Linked DNA regions of Sus scrofa: region 2 is linked to region 1. A link is a contact called in public promoter capture Hi-C data. All regions are on one chromosome and are shown on one strand. Each heading gives the region's core, a stretch centred on a gene start, on an enhancer-like site or on the middle of the called end of the contact. The rest is flanking DNA. Distances are from core to core; before and after follow the strand shown.

Region 1 (2,760 bases), core at 167-2,666:
AAGGTTTCCACCTGTGTCTTCTTGGCTCCCTTTTCTAAAAAAGCAGCTCCAACCCACACTCCTGACCCCTGCTTCACTTTGCTTCTTGCCTGAACGCTGCCTGTTATCTGCTCCAGTGTGTTCTGTCCCTACTCACCCCTGCTCCTACTATGCAGTGACCTCTAAGTGCAGGAGTTCATTTATAGCTGAGTCCCCAGGCAGAGCAAAGGGCAGGCACCCTAGAAGGACCGAGTGTGTCCAGTGGATGAAAGAGTGACACTGCCAGGGAGGGCAAGGAGCAGTCAAGTGGACAAATATCTGAGAAGGTTGGCTCCAGGTGTGTGGGAACTGCTTGTGCAAAATCTCTGAGGTCTGAGAAGGTGTGGGCTGAAGATCGACATATTGAAGGGGCAGTGGAAGCCACTCGTGGTTCCCATAAGGTATGATATGGTTCCTCTGGCTGTGTGTAGAAAAGACACCATGTGAGGCCAGGAGAGAAGCTTGAGGCCCTCCAGGCCAGTAAACTTAGCCACAGTGGCCGAACTGGGTGGAGGAGCCTTGTCGATGGATCCAATGGAGAATTCCAAGATAACTTAGAGTTTGGGACCTGAGTAACAGGGGGTGCTCCCACCCCTTGGCTATCCTGGAGTGGGGATCAGAGGCAAGTCCAATGGATGGGTGTGAGGAGCCGACTGGAGGAGGCCTCCATTGCAATAGGGTCTGGGGCACTGAGGGAGGTCTCGCAGGGCACAGGACTCTCTCCCCTGCGCAAACACGCCTAGGGCCAGGAGAGGTGACTGGGACTAACTCCCTGAGTGCCCAGGGCCTCCCTCCCTCATGGGGGGGGACCTCTTTCAGCCTCAGCACCTGCCCAGCCATGGGCCCAGGTGTGACACTTCCCCAGCGCCTTGCACCCGTCCGCTCCTCAGTCACATCCCGTCCCAACGTGGGCCTCAGCCGGGGAGCTCTCCGGACTCCGCATTTTCCTAGAGCCCAAGGTGGGGGGCTGGGGCCCAACCCGGGACGCAGACCTGCTTGAGCGCGGGGGCGGGGCAGTGACGTCAGCGCTGTGAGCGAGACTGCGCGGGCCGCGGTGACGTCAGCGGAGCCCAGGGCCGCCCGCGCACGCGCCCTAACGTCAGCAACGTGTGGGGGCGGTGGTCAAGCGGGCGGGGCCGCAGGGAGCTCATCTCTGGGCACCGTGCGCCCTCTGCCGGCACCCTTGGGGGTTACAGCCAAGATGTTCGTTCCCACGCCGCTGGCTTGCCGGGGCTAGACTCTTCGCTTGGGATGCCGCTCCGGGACGCCTGCACCTTCTACAGTCAAATCTGGCCAGTCCCCCTACTCTGCTTTTTTTTTTTTTTTTAAGTATTTTCACCTCTTAATGTAGAGGCTATTTTTATTTTCATTTTTTGCTTTTTAAGGCTGCACCCGGGGCATATGGAAGTTCCATAGGCTAGGGGTCGAATCCCAGCTACAGCTGCCAGCCTGCGCCACAGCCAACGCCAGAACCGAGCGCATCTGCGATCAACACCACAGCTCACAGCAGTGCCTGCTCTCTGATCCACTGATCAAACCCAGGGATCGAACTCGCGTTCTCAACAGATTCCTTTCTGCTGCACCCGGACGGGCACTCCCACGTAGAGGTTATGTAATGTGGTGTGTCAGTAAAGCGCCCTCACCACCCCAAACTAGTGCAAGAATCTTGATAGTTCCGTGTCTCTCTCTCCGCTGCGCCTAACATCAAGTAAGCGCCCGCAGAATCTTAACTTCGACTCAAGTGTTTCCTCCACGTAGGCTTCTGCGCTTCCTCATGCAGAACCATGTAATTGAGCCTCCCTCTTCCACCGGACCACCGGACTGGGGGCGCTGGCCGGAAGGAAACTACAACCCCCAGCTTGCCGCGTGCCCAGGCGGGGCGTGGCCAATAACGTGGCGGGCTGCGCTCCGGGAGTCGTAGTTTGCGCGTGCGCCCTCGGCGGATTCCTGTCCCATAAGTCTACGCGCGTCGTCCTCCTCGCCCTCCAGGCCGCTTGCTTCCAGCCGGGAATCTCCCCGCCGCAGCTCTGCTATCCGCCCTCCACCCTCAGCCATGTTGCCCGCTACTCTGCTCCGCCGCTCGGGTCTTGGCCGAGTCGTGCGCCAGGCTCGCGCCTACGCCGAGGCCGCCGCCGCCCCGGCCTCTGCAGCAGGCCCAGGGCAGATGTCCTTCACCTTCGCCTCACCCACTCAGGTTCGAACGTCCCCCGGGCTCCAGACACCTTTCCGGACCCCGCACCCGCACTCCTACCCCGTTTGGCCCCAACCCTCAGGTCAGCGACCCCCGTTCCGGACCCGCACTTCAACCCTGTGTGGTCCGGTATCATAGTCTCCAAACTTCAGCGGTCCCTGTTCCCCAGATGCTCCTTTTCCGTGTGGTTCGGGATCCGCTCCTCAGCCTCCCTTTTCCATGTGTGCCTAGCGTGTACCTTTCCCACGCTGTTCAGAATCTGAGCCCCTGGGCACTTTGTTCAAATTCACCGCTTCTGTATTCTCCTGGGGTGGCCCTCGGTTTCTGCCTTAACATCATTTCTTTGAACGGAGGTTAAGGTGGCTGGATTTTCTTCCCTAATAGGTAAAGATACTGCAGTCTTGCTCGAGAACCCGCTATGTTTCGAGCATAGGCCGCAGCACAGCTGCCTCTGTATCTCCATCATCCCTCAGCCCTGCCCCAGTTGTTTGAATTTAGGGAGTGACTGACCGCTATTCCTCCAGGGTTGGCCGGAAGCGACCCTTGTTTCG
Region 2 (2,760 bases), core at 116-2,615, 160 kb before region 1:
CTTCTGCAAGCTCTTCCCCCCCCATTGCCCCATGTGGGTTTTGGGGTTTTTCCATGTTTTTGTCTTGTTTTTCTACATAGCTGAATGCTACCAGCTGAGGGTCTTGGGGGAAGAGGGGAAGGCCTTGTCCAGTTGCATATGGGCTGGGGGTCAGGCTTTGGGCCAAACTGTGGGGCAGGGAGAAGAAACCCAGGTAGGGAGGGGTCTGGCCCCCAGTGGTTTCCGGTTGCTTCTTCCCCTCTTCTCTTTTCTCTGCTGATCAGTTTGTGGTTTCTATACCCATACAAGTTTCAGGTAGTTTTAGTGAAATGAAAATACTTTTTTTTCAGGGGGGTGGGGGAGGTGTTAGGAAGGAAGTAGGTCCTCTGGGAGAAGGCCAGGCCATAGTCCCCAAATATTTTAGGCCTTATGATGTACTAGATTTCCCTAGGATCCTTAGACCACCAACTCTAGCCCTCCCAGGTGCCCAGTGGGGACACTGAGGCCCAGAGAGGACAGTGGAGTTCTGAGTAACTGAGGCAAAGCCAGACCCCTCCCAATACCTGATTCCACCCCCCCACCAAGTACTGCACAGGGACCCCCTCCTGGAGGCCCTCCCTGGGACCAGCCCCTGCCCCAGAGCTCTGGGATCAAGAAATAATGTGAAATACCGACTGTGGACCAAAGGAAATAAAACCTCTTTTTAGGAAATGAAGGTGCAGGAGTTGGTGTCCAAGACAGCCTGGGGGGAGGTACGTGGCTTGGATCCCTTCTGGGGCCCTAGGGGGGCAAAGGGCAAACCTCTGAGTAAATCCTCAGGACCAGCCTGGGGAGATGTGGCTTCATCCAGCCTCTAGGCTTTTTGCTTGTGCAATCACTGCCTGGAGTTCCCTCTTTAGCATACTCCTATTCATCCTCAAAGTCCCAACAAGAAACCACCTCCTTTCACGGAGCTCAGAGCTCTTCACACTTGTTTCATCTTCATCATGATCTTGTGAAACATACCCAATTTCCTGGAGAGGGAACCATCCGGAGGTTTTCTTCAAAATCAGGGGGACCATTATGACCAAAGAGTCTAATCTTAGAATGTTGGGGGCCCCTCCACCTTCTGCCGTCACCTGGCCCGCTGTAGGGACCAAGGAATGTTTGTGGAATGAATGAATGAATTAGCGAATGATGACTTTAGTTGAACCCCCATTTTTTCGGGATGGCCAAGTGGAGTCTCAGGGCATTAGAGCAAGTTTGGCTAGGGCTGGGGCCCTCCAGGGTAGAGTGGGGAGAAAGGAACCTCCTGCGACAGGAGACAGGAGCTGCGGTATTGCGGGCGGCTATGCAACGAGAGAAGACAGCCCAACTGGTGCGTCCGCAGGCCAGCCCACTTAGGGTGAGCCAGGCGCCCCACCTCCCCGCAGTGATGCAGCAAGAAGCCAGCGATCCCTTTAAGAAACCCGATTCAGCGCGTCCCTGCTCTGACCCTCGTCTTCCCCCTCTGCGCGCGCGGCTCCTGTTGATCCGGCCTCTGAATGGCGGGTATACAAGCCAATGGGAGAGGACGGGGCGGGGCGGGGCCGGGCTGGGTCCGGGCGCGGCATCTCGCGCAGGAGGCTGCAGGCTGCAGGGGAGCCGCGCCCCTGGTAGGTTGGGGGGAGGGGGGAACTTCCTCTTAAAGGAACCGCGCTCCTCAGCCTCTATCGGGCGGAGGGAAGCCGCAAGTGTTGGGGGCTGGAACGGTGCGAGGGTACCGGAGAGAGACAGGAAAGGCCCTGAGACGCAAAGATGCGAGGGTGCAGATGGGTGGGAAGAGGCAGATTCCGTGGGAGTTAAGAGGTGCAAGCCTAATCCAGACTCATTCGCCTTCACTTCCTGCCGGGGAGTGTGTTGGGGGCGGCAGAACTAATCCCTAATTCTCACAGGGAAGGTGGAGCATTAGACTCACCTGAGAGGGGCTTTGCTAGCATACACCTGCAGCCCTTCTCTCGGTTCCTACGCCCCTCTGCTCTCTACCCCATTTTATCAATAGAAAAACTGAGGCCGCTCCCTCCGATGCCACTCGGAAAGGAGAGTCTTGGAGCGGTGGTCAGAGGCCTCGGGCCCACTCCCTGCTACCTCTGGCGGCCTCAGTTTCCCCATTGTACAATGATGCAGAAGGCCAGGCTGGACAGTTCCAAGCAAGGGACAGGCAGGACCAGGAATCGCTGGTTCCAGGAGCCTCCATCGCCGCCCCGTCTCCTTATTCATAGTCTGAATCTTGTGTTTCTTCTGAGCGAGGAATAAGGGAGGGGAGGGCGGAGCTGGGGCCGTGCCTCCTGCTGGATGAGTCACCTCTCTCTGGGGGGGCCTAGGGTGGCCCCTCTTCCAGCCTGTCATGTAAAATGCTCAGCACAGTACATACCCGTTGCTATTATCATCGGGGAAGACCGGGGACCGGGGACCGGGGGTGGGAGGGAACTCTTCCCTCGCTTAGAGATGAGGCTGGAGGACAGGACCCGGCTGGAAGCCCTTCAGTGGGGCTCAGGGTGGGGGCTGGTGAGGAAAGAGTTAAGTCTAGGCTCCGCCCCCTGCAGGATTAATAGATCGCCGCAGCGAAGCCAGCCGCAGCCCGGGCGGGAGAGTGAGTCCCGGCAACCAATCAGATAAGAGGACGGCTTCGGGCAAGACTCCTATTGGCTTACCCCTATTCCCTCCGGAGAAAGGAGAGCTCCTTTAATAAGCGCCTACGCTCTGCTGGGCTCTAAACGGAGCTTCCAGGAACCTAGCGCGGTGGAATAGATGATGAGATTC

What was found. Promoter capture Hi-C pulls out the DNA fragments that hold promoters and counts their contacts.
Region 2: a promoter capture Hi-C map of fetal skeletal muscle shows a contact between it and region 1, with 4 times the contacts expected there. The contact joins the promoter of ABCA7 here to the promoter of ATP5D in region 1. A contact is called at or near these places in 1 of 5 promoter capture datasets (fetal skeletal muscle), 4 of 47 Hi-C or Micro-C datasets (heart right ventricle, liver, skeletal muscle and 1 more) and 2 of 2 datasets of contacts at active chromatin or transcription factors (alveolar macrophages and skeletal muscle).

Annotation. Positions count from the first base shown.
Region 1 is chr2:77,217,957-77,220,716 of Sscrofa11.1, reverse strand. It overlaps ATP5D (ATP synthase subunit delta, mitochondrial), which reads left to right and starts at 1,416. Exons shown (of 5, transcript XM_003122991.5): 1 at 1,416-2,212. The coding sequence starts at 2,072.
Region 2 is chr2:77,373,954-77,376,713 of Sscrofa11.1, reverse strand. It overlaps ABCA7 (ATP-binding cassette sub-family A member 7), which reads left to right and starts at 1,365. Exons shown (of 47, transcript XM_013994807.2): 1 at 1,365-1,509; 2 at 2,544-2,760. CNN2 (calponin-2) reads left to right here. Exons shown (of 8, transcript XM_003353959.3): 8 at 1-694.